Linked DNA regions of Zea mays: all the other regions are linked to region 4. Evidence: chromatin contacts called from public Hi-C data. All regions are on one chromosome and are shown on one strand. Each heading gives the region's core, a stretch centred on a gene start, on an enhancer-like site or on the middle of the called end of the contact. The rest is flanking DNA. Distances are from core to core; before and after follow the strand shown.

Region 1 (3,296 bases), core at 721-3,220, 130 kb after region 4:
CGCCGGAGCATATCGACGCCAGAGAGCTGTCACTGCCAGCCCGCCGCCGCCTTGTGCCCTTCGCGATGCCTCCTCTGTCGCGTCTGTCTGGAATATTTTTCGCCCCCCCACGGATCAGGAGTGGTTCCCGGGCTGAAACGACGAGGTTAGATCTGGATACAACCCACGTTAGGTTTAACCGAACGCAAGTTTTCTCGTGGACCGGACTTCTTTCTAGGTGGGAGAGATCCACGGGGGTTTGGTCCTGGTTTCCGGCCGGGAACAACGTAAACGAACATAGCCTTAGGGCTTGTTCGTTTCGCCGTTAATCCATGTGGATTGGGTGGTATTGAGTCGGTTTAATTCCATAGCAAGTCAAAATACATCTCAATCCATCCCAATACACATTAATACACATGGAATTGAAATAACCGAACAAGGCCTTAAGGGGAAAAAAAGGGACTCGTTTTTAACTGCATTTGTTTTGACCGCTGGTGGGGGTGGGGGGAGGGGTGGATCGGATGAATCAGGCAGCAATCATCGGAGGCAAGAGAGAACTGAATGCTCCTGTACAAGGTGGGTGCAGTAGTCCCCCCACATGATCCATCCACCGCAAGCTGCAAATGTCTTGCTTTTTTCACAAGCTCGGGCTCCGAGTCTGTGGTTGAGAACACGACTTGTCACTGGTACTAACTGAGCCTGAACCTAAACTACAACGCCTCTGCACTGCAGGCCAACGCAATCAAGACTGTAAAAAAGTAAAAAAAAAGGGGGGGGGGGGGGGCTCGCTTATGGGATCAGATCACGCCTACTAACATACAAAGTGCTTAAAGCTAGGCAATTACCCACTGTTGAACTCACACCTCGAAAGTTTGCAAAAAGGTTTCGAAAGAAAGGTCTCTCTCTCTCTCTCTTTTTGGGGGGTTTGCCAAAGTGGCAGGCATTTGCCATTTCCTCTATAAAGCAGCAACTCAACAAACTTTGGGGCCAGACCCTGCACGCCGGTCTCCAGCAGCCAGTGAGGGTGCACTGGACAATCATGCATGCATGGTTCAGTTGCCTTGGCTGTTGAAGATGACTGCAGACTGCACTCTTGCCTCTTGCTTGCTTTGGATGCTGCTGAGCCTGGCTGGCCAGCCCTTTGACTCCTATTATTAATGAATGCCTAACCACCACCTCTCTGGACTTTCACTCCTGGCTACCCGGATGAGTACCTAGCTGCAAGCAAGAAAAAAAAGGAGAGAAGATCTGGCATCCATTGGCATTGCAAAAAAAGGAGGAGGATTCATCATTCATGTAATGTACGTATATATATTTGTGTGTGTTCATTCGTGACGCCCTGTACGACACGGCACGGGTACCATAGGCAAGCACGACTGTTGCTGATCCAAAATATATGTACGCACCTAAACCCTTTACAACTCGGCTCTACAGTGTGACTTGAGAGTCAAACACGATACTTTTACAAAGCTAATATATATATATATATATAAAATAAACGCGGGCTATCGTATCGAACAGCTGACACAGCGCGGCGCACGAGGGTGGCAAGGCGGGGCCTTTTGGCGGGTGCCGCTACCACGCGCACAAAAAAAAAAGGACGCGGGAAATCACCTCGCCGTTTCGCGCCTCCGCCCCCTGCCAAGTCACGCATTCGCACACGTACCCCGGGCCGTATCCCAGCGATCCGGGCGTACGGCACGACACTTCCGTCCTGCTGCCTACTGTACTGCTGCTACCTTGGGACCTTTGACCGCAGTCCACAAGTCCTAAACAGTTATACACTTCTACTGTAGGTGCAGTACACTGTACTGTACTCTAGCTCTACTGTACAAAAAACTACACACCACGCCACGCTCTGTATCCGTATTTTCTCCACTCGCGAAATTACAACTTCTCCGGAGGACCACGTCGCAAAAAATGGGAAACCAAAAAGCCAACGGAGGGCGACAGAGAAAAGACACGCCCATCCCATCCCATCCCATCCATCCCCACACTGCTGGCGCTGCCCGCCTCCCCCCTCCAGTCCACTCTCCACTCCCACACTCCGTTACCAAGCTGCCCGCCACGCCCCCTCCCCTACTCCTCCGCCGCCGCCTCACAGCCGCAGCAGCTAGGGTTAGGGTTCGTTCCGCCGCGGCTGCCGTCTTCCCCAGGGCAGGCTACTCCCGCCGGGCCCCTCCCCTCCCATTGCATTCCCCAGTTCCCCTGCAACCCCCCCATTACCCTTTCTCCCACCCATTCCTTCCTTCCGCCCCTCTCCAGGCCGCCCGGACTGGTCGCGTTGCAAGGTAAGCAAGGCCACCCGCGCCGCCTCTCCCCGCTCTTCGCACTCGCATCCGCATCCGCCATTGCATTGCATTGCATCGCATCTGGAGTGGAGGCGAGACCGCAGGCGGTGTCCTTCCGTGCACGATGTTTGGACGCATTCGCCGTGCCTGCGCAACTAAAAGGGCGCGTCCTTTATTTTTTTTTTGAGCTGGGCTGGGCGGTTCCGCCCGCGGTTGGTGGCGGGTTTAGCGGCCGAACCCACCACTTTTTTTTACCGCCGTTCTTGAGGAGGGGTTAATAAATGTGGTCTTTGTGCTGTCAGCAAAAAAAGAAGAGTTTTTTTTGTCTATTTATGCTGCATTTCCCCCTCTTTTTTTTCCGACGAAGATAAATGGTAGATTCGATCTTTGGGCGGCCAGGGCGGGTGTTGAAGCTGGAATCTATGTGCCTGAGTTGACACCTTTTTGCTCGTTTCAGGTTTGTTTGAAGGAATCTGGACGGGTTTATGTCGATACTAGGTGCTGCTGCTGCTGCTGCAGAGATCAGGTGAAAGGGACAAGTGTTGTGGCTGCGCAATTAGTACCCAGAGTGTGCACAGCCATACCACCTCGCTGATAGCTACTACCCGCCTGTGCGCACGCTGCCTCCAATCTCCTCCAAGAAATGCGTCCTCGTCCTTGAATCCTACTAACCATCAAACTCCCAGCTCCCCTCCCAGACCAGTCCGTGGAGGAAAGTGAGCGATGGGGCTTCGCGCGGGTTTCCTCCTCCTGCCGCCGCCGCCGCTCCTCCTCCTCCTCCTCCTCCTCCTGCTGCTCATTTCCCCTGCGCGTGGGCAGCTGCCCTCGCAGGACATCCTGGCGCTGCTGGCCTTCAAGAAGGGCATCACGCACGACCCGGCGGGCTACGTCACCGACTCCTGGAACGAGGAGTCCATCGACTTCAACGGGTGCCCGGCGTCCTGGAACGGCGTCGTGTGCAACGGCGCCAGCGTGGCCGGGGTCGTGCTGGACGGCCACGGCATCTCGGGCGTCGCCGACCTCTCC
Region 2 (3,078 bases), core at 259-2,758, 220 kb after region 4:
CGAAGAGACGCCAAGGCGATCCAGCGAGGCCTTGAGCGCGCAGATGACGCTCCCACGACCGAACCTCCATGGAAGAGCTGCGAACTTGGTCGCGACAGCCACGTCCACCTGCTCCTTCCGCTGCCTCTCCTTGATAAACCTGACGATGCAGAGACGGAGCTTCAGAACTGACACTGCAGAGGCTTAACTTAAATTACGGTACAAAAGGGATGCATGAACTCTCTGGCTTAGATTACGACATATACGTACCTTCCTAGTAAACTCTCTGAATTAATCGCTCCCGATACCTGATGGCGGCAGAACACGTTTGGAAGCAGCGTTAGATTCACCTTGTGACGGGTGGTGGTAAGGTAAGGGCGTAAGGCGTCGTCAAGCTTCCATGCTCTTATTCTTACCCCTGCTCCGTACACTTCGGCGGTGTCGAAGAAGGTTATTCCGCAGTCGATGCTCGCGTCAAACGCTCCTTTGGCTGCCTTCAGCTTCGTATCTGGTGTGTTCCCAGAGCGTTCACCGATGTCAGAGGGCAGCCATTACCATTCCCATGTTTTGCAATGAAAAAAGTACCAGCAGGCAGAGGCAGCAACCATTCGATGGAATTGGCAGGCGACTAGTGAGTAGTGATACGTGCTCTTAGCCTCTTACTGCTGGAGAGCGTCTAGTTAGAACAACGGAATGCCAAGTTTCAGGCTGAGTTGGACTTCGGTCAAAGCAGCAGCAGCAGCTAGCAGGCGCAAAAGATGCACGGGAAGTGTGAGCGGAGGTTCAGGCCAAGTAAAACTTCTTCTTCCAACGACATGCTAGCAACAAGGGAGCACGGGTGTAGGATGGTTTCCCACACTTTCTGGCCCTGGGATGGGTCTCGGTTTCGCCGTGTGATTTCAGCTTCAGTGTCGTACATACGTGGTTCAGGTAGCAGGGCTGGAGGATTGATTCAGAAACTCACGGGCTATTTACTAAAACAGCGCTGATTTTTCATGGCATTTATAAGTTGCTGTGGGGTGGGGGTGTTTCAGACTGTAATACATAATTCTTGTTCGTGGAAATAACCAGGAAGAAAGAAATCCTGAGCCAAGAAGCAAAGCAGACAGCGCACGCGGCGAGAGCGGAGAAACGTACGCACCGTCCCACCGGAACTCGTTCCAGTAGGTGGTGTCGCCCCAGGACCACGCCCCGACGCCGAGCTTGGTGACGGCTACGCCGGACCCGCCCAGGGCCACCTTCCCGCCATCCTCCCTCGCCGTGCCCTCGGCGGCGGCGGCGGCGTCGGACGCCACCGCTTGGGGCGGCCGGAACGCCCGGCGCCGGCGCCGGGCGAACAGGAGCGGCAGGCCGCCGCCGGAGACCTGCAGGGCCGTGATCATGGCGGCGGGAGCTTAGCTAGCCGCGCGTGGGTCGAGTCCTGGCGTGGGACCGTGCTGCTGCTGGGCGGGCGATGGTTGGTCGCTGGCGGCGAGTGGCGGGGAGGAGTGGGAGGCGCGAGAGATTTGTTTGTCTGGCTGGCCACGGGAGATGGGAAAAGGGTGGCGTCTGGCGTGCAGCGTGGACTCGCTGGAGGCGCACGTGTATAGATGGCCAACTAGTCGGTTGCCCGTCTATTACGACGGCTTACAACAATACGCACATAAATTATCTATCAAAAAAATTTAAGATTTTTTATTGATTGTCTCCGCTCTCTGTATAATATTATTTTGATTTGGCTAACTGAGGTTATTGTTTACTCCATGCAATATGTCTTGATACAACACGACCAATGAAGTGAGCGATTAGATGAGAGTTCATAACGACTGACTGAATGAACAGAGATTATAAAATAACATGATTCCACCATATAAAGACCAAATAAGATAAAGTTTGTGAGCTCAAGTTTCTAAAATAAGGCACATGAAGTCAAACTTATAAAAAGATAGATTAAAATATGGAGTGATTGCTAAAGTGAGACATCAATAAAAATTGGTTGCACTCCATATAAATTATGCTACTTCGTAGCAATTACTAACGTTTAAAACCAACAAATAATCTTTCATTTTACTATTAGTGTGACAATTATTTTTGCTCCATCCAATTCAGCAACCTCAAATAGCATGGAGTCCATTGCGCGGTTGCGCTAATATGGTCTCTGAAACGACCTAATGCTTGCAAGAGACAAGAACGTCGTGCCGTGTTTGGGTTGTAGCCTCGGCCCATAGTGCTGGCCCGGCCCGACACGATTATATTTTTTTATTTTATAAAAAACATATATACATATATACAATTTATATTCAATATTAAATCCATTTAAGCATGATGTTCTACTGGTTAGATAGCTTCACTTAATGTCTCCCGTCCTTCTTCCATTAGGGCATGGGTTCAAACCCCACTTCTTGCATCGTTTTTTAATATTTTACGTTGATTTAATCAAATGGGCCGACATGACGTGCATGTACCAGAGTTGTGGCCCGTTTGACTATCTATAGGCGTGTAACAGATTAATTTGAAATAATTATGAGGTGTTATTTATAAAAAGATGACGTGTGACTACCGTTGAAACTGGTGCTTTAAATATAGTATAGATAAGCACGAGGCCCGCGAGCCCGGCACGAAGCCCGTTGTTTGGGCCTGGTCCGAGCCCGGCACGGTCCGGTTCTATGTGGGTCCGGGCCGGGCCGGCACGAATAAGTGGGCCGGGCTCGGACAGGAAACTAGTCACGGTGGGCTAGCCCGGCACGGCCCGTTTACCTCTAAGCCCGTTAAGCCCGCTTTTTTACACTAAAACGTGCTTACCGGCCCGCATAGCCCGCTTTTCGGCCCGCTTTTTTCGTGCTAAACGGGTCGTAGGCTCGCTGCGGGCCGGGCTCGGACAAGAAATTGAGCCCACGTGCTTAGACGACCCGGCCCGGTTTTGTAACCGTGACTGACAGGCCGGACTTCACCGGGCTTGGGCCGGGCCGGGCCGGGCGGCCCGTTTGGACATCTCTACGCATGTGTGGCCGGGTGGGCCGTCCCGCCTCTCGGCCCACCTCGCCTTGCTGGAGCATGTCCCGGGCCATTCATTCGTTTCGATGGCAAAGGAGTGCTGGCCGGCTCTCGATGCGAAACAAG
Region 3 (3,378 bases), core at 531-3,030, 140 kb before region 4:
CAGGTCCATGGGCATTTTCAAGTAAGTACCATACATTAAAATGCAATGAACCAATATAACAATTCAGAATAATGTGTGGTAAAAGTATCTTACCACTCGGAGGAAGGACACCCAGAAACCTGGCGGGGATGCAGGAGGGCCCATCGAATTTGGATCCTGATTACCGTATGGACCCATGCCCATACCACCCATTCCGCCCATGCCGTAACCACCATAACCTCCCATCCCACCATACATGCCTCCTCCATACATGCCACCGCCGTACATGCCACCACCATAACCTCCTCCGTAACTCGAGTACATGCTATTTCCGAGTCCACCGGTACCATAAGTGTTGCCAAATCCACCATATGAACTATACATGTTGGATCCACCATACCCTACACCCAAAAGGCAAATTGCAAATGTCAGTGTGAGACTGAAATTGTGTTCCTAAGACAACCACAATCACGAAACAAGTGACTTTGAAAACGTTGAATACCTCCATAGGTGTTTCCATAACCTGTCTGCTGCCAAGGCCGCTGTGGCATAGGCCTTGAAACAGTGCTATTTACATTAGGAGCGGCATTCCCCTCCATCGCAGTAACATTTTCGCTGGGTTTAGCGGTACCAGAAGCTTCAACAACATCACTGGTGCTTCCACCAGATGGGGGCTTGAAAGGTGCTGGACCTGAAGTTCCTTCAGTTCCAGATCGCTCCCAAGGCTTTGGTGGTGGACCTGCAAAGTGCACTAACAAGTTAATAACATCAGAATCCATTACCTTTAACAGAAATCAAGGGTTATGTCAAGAACAATTCCAATAACTAACTAAGAGCACGGCTGCTGCACTGCCTACCCCCGACAAAACTGTGGATAACAAGCTCGCAGCCATTGACTTAGCAGCAAAGCAAAGCAAGCACACACACGGTGGCTAAAATGTTCTTGACTGCCATGCAAGACAGAGGAGCAAAAGACTCCTAAAAGAATGGTGAATATATTGAAGCCAAGACCTTCATTTGGTTGGAAGAGAGCACCAATTTTAAGGTTGTGTAACAACAACGAGGGGCTGAATTCGCTACTGAACATCAGTGTCAGATCTAGGATTTAAAACCTGTGTTGCCAAACTTGTTGATTTTTAAGTCCAATAACACAATCAGCATGTATTTGCAAAATTTATGAAGGGGTTAAACATAATTGGAAAAGCTTATGGGGTTAAACATAATTGGAAAAGCTTATGCCTAGATCCTGCCACTGCTGAACATCAACTATAGAAGTCCAAAGTGCCAAGCAGGGTTGAAAAGTGCAAGGCACAGATTAACCAGCAGTGCCGCAGGCGCTGGGCCAACAGACATGTCGACGTCCACTCCTTGACACAAACCGAGTCCACTCCCTCGCCCACCACGACGCAGCATAATCAATCGATCAACGAAGAAACAAATCCGCGCGACTCCTCAAGATCCCGTCCCAGGTGGCGCCATAAGGCCATACCCATGCGGCCGCGTCTCTCCGGAACCGCCCTCTCCACCATGGGGGACATGACAGGGGACGAGGAGTCCGACCGCTCTCCCCCGCAGGTTGCGTGCGAAATCGGGCTCCTAATCGAGCCCGCCGCTCGAATTCTCCGCAGGCGCCAGGTTTCGGGCCGAATCGAGCAGTCCTGTCGTGCTCGTGCGCGGATTGGGGATCTAGGGGAACGGGAAGAGAAGCGGCGGACGAACCTGACATGGCGTGCGCGTCCTCTCCTCTCGTCTGCTATCCCGTCCTCCTCCAGTCTCCTCCTCGACCACAACCAGGCCGGGCGGGTCTGGTCTGCTCGACGCGCTGCGTTGCAGGAAACCTGCTCGTGTGTGTTCGTGCGTGCGCTGCGCGTCGACGCGTTTGGTGGTTGGAGCCCGCGGTCGGTCGGGCTCATGTTGTATGGGCCGCCGAACACTAAGGCCCGCGTCCACGTTAGTACGTAACGAAGGCCCACAGTGCCGGCCAGTTTGGCACACACTACAGTTACCCTCATCGTCTTCATGGCCAGTTTGGCACACACTACAGTTACCCTCACCGTCTTCAATGATTCAATCACCAGTAAGAAATGGAAACAACAAACAAGCCATGATGTCATACATTATAACTACCCAGTACATACTCAGAACAGCGTCCTCAACTTCCACCTCCTACCCGAACAAGGTTAGCTACTGTACATTTTCGAGAAGGAAGCGAAAGGACACAGGATGCATCTGCTGTCAGATATATGTCCAAACAATGTACTGCTCTCACATGGGAATAGGACACTGCATAGTGCATACGTTTCAACTTATTATCTGACTAGTGTTGTTCAGTCCAACCCATCAGATGAAATCTCCCTAGCGGCCTAGCCATCTGACACATAAATATGTTAACTGTGCCCTTGAGAAGAAAATGTGCAAGGCGAACTTTTATTGAAATACCAGACTCGAGTGAAACCCAAGCTGCTCATAGCCGGACAGTGCACCCACTTCCTTCTGTTCCATTAGTTCTGCTCTCAGACGACATGTCACAGTTCGGTCCAGCAGCAACGCTGCCAGCCACATTCTGTTCGCTGCTTCTGCTCCCAGAAACTGCTAGTCCATTCTGTCCAGCGCTCCTGTTGCCTGCGCATCGGCTAGCAGGTCCCCCAGCGTTCCTCTTACCTAGAATCTCTAGCTTTTTGGCCTTGTGCTTTTTGCCTCCAACGTGAGCGCTGAAATTGAACTCGGTGACACAGTCGACCTTGCAGATTTTGCACCAGAAGGATGGCACCACGTTTGGTCTGGGACACTGCAGAATCTGCGATGGAAGATGTGGAACTTTCACCTTTTTCTTTGTGGGGTACCAGTTTTGGGGCTGCTTCTGTCCAGTTACACAGCTGAAACTTGATTGTTGTGGAGGCACACTGGTCTCGGCAGCTAGTTTTCTCTTGATCGCATCAGGTACTGGTCCTGCACTGAAATCCTGAAAATTGAAATTATTTATTAATCACAACAAACGAGAAATTGGTAATTTATCTAAGCATGAAGAATCGTACAAACAAACATAGAAATGTATAGCACAAAGGCCAGAATATCATGCTTCCAGACAACACGAATTTTGAGCACCTAATAGAACAGTGAATATAGCTACCACTGATAAATATGTAACTGTTTTTCATAATGAATAGATTTTGGTTTCCAGCATTAGTGATGGAATCAAAATGGAAAATGTGCTTTTTTAATAAGTAAAAGCGACTCTCTGTTGACAGAAAAGAGAAAAGAAAAGAAAAAAGAACCAAACCAAGATAGACCCTGGCTCTCCATATCTAAACACTAACGAAAACTAAAATGCATCCCTCCCACAGGGCCGTTGGAGCTCTAAACATCAGAGCTGCACCAACTGACAGTCTCACAGTACTG
Region 4 (3,274 bases), core at 502-3,001:
GGCCCATCTGGGCACGGCACGCTTCGCTAGCCGGGCCGTGCCGGCCCGTTTGGCCATCTATACGTTGTCCGCGGCAGGAGCTCATCGCGCCTTTACCCTCGCCAAAACCGCACTGAAGACGTGCGCGCCTCATGCATGACGCGTCCGGTGACCGGACGCCGTCGACGCACCCGGCGCTGCGCCACTGCGTCGCGCTGCTCCGCCTCCACCTCGCCGCGCCCTCCCATGCCACCGCCAAGCAGCTGCACGCGCGCGCCCTCCGCGCGGGCGTGCCGCCCGCGCACCCGCTCCTCGCCAAGCACCTGCTCTTCCACCTCGCCTCCCTCCGCGCCCCTCCCGTCCGCTACGCCGTCGCCATCCTCACCCGCGTCCTGCCCGACCCGGACCCCTTCGCCCTCAACACCGTGCTCCGCATCGCCGCGTCCTCTCCGCGCCCGTCCCTCGCACTCGCGCTCCACGCCCGCCGCCTCGCGCCGCCGGACACGCACACCTACCCTCCGCTCCTCCAGGCGTGCGCGCGCCTCCTGTCGCTCCGTGACGGGGAGCGCATCCACGCCGAGGCCGCCAAGAACGGGCTCGCCGCGCTCGTCTTCGTCAAGAACTCGCTGGTCCACCTCTACGGCGCGTGTGGCCTCTTCGAGAGCGCGCACAGGGTGTTCGACGAAATCCCCGTCCGCGAACGCAACCCCGTGTCCTGGAACTCGATGCTCAATGGGTTCGCGGCCAACGGACGCCCCAACGAGGTTCTCACCGTCTTCCGGGAGATGCTGGACGTGGACTTCACGCCGGATGGATTCACTATGGTGAGCGTGCTGACAGCGTCTGCTGAGATTGGCGCACTCGCTCTAGGGAGGAGGGTGCATGTTTATCTGACGAAGGTTGGGCTGGTAGGGAACTCACATGTTGGTAACGCGCTGATTGATTTGTATGCCAAGTGTGGCGGCGTAGAGGATGCGAGGAGGGTGTTTGAGGAAATGGGGACAGGGCGGACCGTTGTCTCCTGGACGTCACTGATCGTGGGCTTAGCGGTGAATGGTTTTGGGAAGGTAGCACTCGAGCTGTTCGGTGTGATGGAGAGGGAGAAGCTTGTGCCAACTGAAATCACTATGGTAGGAGTGCTGTATGCTTGCAGCCACTGTGGACTGGTCGATGATGGGTTTACGTATTTTAACAGGATGAAAGAGGAGTACGGCATTGCACCAAGGGTTGAGCATTTGGGATGCATGGTGGATCTGTTGGGGAGAGCGGGCAAAGTCGAGGAAGCATATGATTATATCCTCACCATGCCACTGGAGCCCAATGCTGTCGTGTGGAGGACCTTGTTGGGTGCTTGTGCAATGCACAAGAAGTTGGAGCTTGGGGAGGCTGCTTGGGCACGGCTGGTTGAGCTTGATCCAGGGCATAGCGGAGGCTACGTTCTCCTCTCGAACCTTTATGCTGCTGTTGGGAGATGGGCCGACGTTCATGTGCTTAGGAAAAGAATGGCCAAGGATAGAGTGAGGAAGAACCCTGGGCGCAGCCTTGTGGAGCTCCGCAACTCTGTGTATGAGTTTGTTATGGGTGATAGGTCTCATCCTGAGAGTGAACAGATATACCAGATGCTTGCTGAGATAGCTGATAGGTTGAAACGTGAAGGTTACATCCCACGCACAAGCAATGTGTTGGCAGATATAGAGGAGGAAGAGAAAGAGACTGCCTTGAACTACCATAGCGAGAGGTTGGCCATTGCATTTGCCTTGTTGAAGTCTCTTTCTGGCACTCCTATCAGGATAGTGAAGAATTTGAGGGTGTGTGGCGATTGCCATACTGCAATTAAGCTAATATCGAAGATTTATGATCGGGAGATCATTGTGAGGGACCGCAGTAGGTTCCACCATTTCAAAGGTGGATCATGTTCATGTAACGATTATTGGTAGTTGATCAGTGCATGGATTGGCTGTCCTATGATCAGAAAAGTTGTGGTAAGCTCAGGATTTGAAAGTCATATATATGGATTCAGCCTCGGCATCTAACTTCTGTTGACTGCTGCAATGGAGGCGCAATGTTGAGACAGCCTCATACTTTATAGGTTGTATTATCGCATCCTACTCTTAATTTTTCAAATGAAAGATGTTTTCAGTACAGCAAGAATTAGGTTGAGAACAGATACTCCAGGTTAACATCTGTGTTTTATTCCTCTCAAACAACAAATTAATGTGGAAACTATATGCTCCAATCATATTAAGTTCGACCTGGTTGGAAAGAGGTACTCACTACTTTCCCTTGCTTTGATGAGTAAATATATTTAAACGTTTGCATGTATCCACCTGCTTGATACAGATCTGACTCCTGATAGTAGGTCTGCATGAAATGATCAGGCCATGCTTTCACAACTTTCGTTCCTACAACATCAATGCAAGACTGCTGGGTCCCTTACAACCTTCCAGAACTTCCAGAGAGCAAGGCTAGAATATAACTGCTTTCTTGATGACACCATGCACCAAAGGTGAGCTTAGTATATACACCCCCTTTAACCTTGTTTAATGGATGTTGCTTTATTTCAGCCGTTTCAGCTCATTGGGATTGCCGCTGATGTTTTCAGGATGCCAGTTTAATTCCAGGTGTGACTCAGGCAAAAAAAAAACTTGTAATCCTGTTCACAGACACAGAACCACCTTCATTAGGCTTCAATCTTTGTAAAGGTTCTTCCCTTACTGAACTACTTCCCTGCCCTTCATATTATTTTTGGATTTTGTTAGTACCACCGACAGGTCATCATCGTTCATCATTCAATTTCGGAATTTCAGTTTCCTTCCCAGTGTAGCACTAGCACAGGGGGGGAAATTCTTAGGTTTTTCCTTGGGTCCTCGCGATCTGGTTCACGGAAACCCCTTCATTAGGCTTCAGTCTTTGGAAAGTGAAGGTTCTTCCCTTAATACACAAGGAAAGCTCGTCCTCACTAATCCCCAACCTATGCTACCATGAAACAAGAAAAGGAATGAGAACATGCACTTGGGTCCTTCACATCTCATGGAATCTGCTGCCTATGTTTCCTTTTTGTCCCCTCAGAAATCATGCCCATGCATGCATACCAGGATGAGAATCTCATGGTTTCCTGGCCTTCAAGTCATTCCCCTCAATATTATAGTGTATTCATAAAGGCCGCTGTACTGCTTGCACAATCTAAGAAATGAGATGCTGGTGTAATCCTTTATAGCCTACCTTGCTTCAGGCATGCTGCAAGACTGCAGTCCTACCACCTTAGTGAACCATCTGCATGCATGCTTTTTAAGCA

What was found. Hi-C and Micro-C count contacts between places; a contact is called where the count stands out from the background.
Region 1: a Hi-C map of leaf shows a contact between it and region 4, with 5 times the contacts expected there. The contact joins the promoter of LOC103648322 here to the promoter of LOC100277738 in region 4. A contact is called at or near these places in 13 of 25 Hi-C or Micro-C datasets (bundle sheath, ear, endosperm and 5 more).
Region 2: a Hi-C map of tassel shows a contact between it and region 4, with 6 times the contacts expected there. The contact joins the promoter of LOCLOC100191774 here to the promoter of LOC100277738 in region 4. A contact is called at or near these places in 2 of 25 Hi-C or Micro-C datasets (ear and tassel).
Region 3: a Hi-C map of tassel shows a contact between it and region 4, with 3 times the contacts expected there. The contact joins the promoter of LOC100194278 here to the promoter of LOC100277738 in region 4. A contact is called at or near these places in 6 of 25 Hi-C or Micro-C datasets (bundle sheath, ear, endosperm and 3 more).

Annotation. Positions count from the first base shown.
Region 1 is chr2:241,205,740-241,209,035 of Zm-B73-REFERENCE-NAM-5.0, forward strand. LOC103648322 (probable LRR receptor-like serine/threonine-protein kinase) reads left to right here and starts at 1,971. Exons shown (of 4, transcript NM_001348141.1): 1 at 1,971-2,270; 2 at 2,728-3,296. The coding sequence starts at 2,994.
Region 2 is chr2:241,297,623-241,300,700 of Zm-B73-REFERENCE-NAM-5.0, forward strand. LOCLOC100191774 reads right to left here and starts at 1,509. Exons shown (of 10, transcript NM_001367118.1): 1 at 1,121-1,509; 2 at 396-487; 3 at 250-287; 4 at 1-139. The coding sequence starts at 1,361.
Region 3 is chr2:240,941,095-240,944,472 of Zm-B73-REFERENCE-NAM-5.0, forward strand. It overlaps LOC100194278, which reads right to left and starts at 1,781. Exons shown (of 5, transcript NM_001401399.1): 1 at 1,699-1,781; 2 at 482-718; 3 at 94-380. The coding sequence starts at 1,705. LOC100193943 reads right to left here. Exons shown (of 3, transcript NM_001139012.1): 3 at 2,067-2,941. The coding sequence ends at 2,444.
Region 4 is chr2:241,077,497-241,080,770 of Zm-B73-REFERENCE-NAM-5.0, forward strand. It overlaps LOC100277738, which reads left to right and starts at 1,752. Exons shown (of 6, transcript NM_001361298.1): 1 at 1,752-2,245; 2 at 2,358-2,485; 3 at 2,582-3,274. LOC112163536 (pentatricopeptide repeat-containing protein) reads left to right here and starts at 93. Exons shown (of 1, transcript NM_001398890.1): 1 at 93-2,049. The coding sequence starts at 132. The coding sequence ends at 1,916.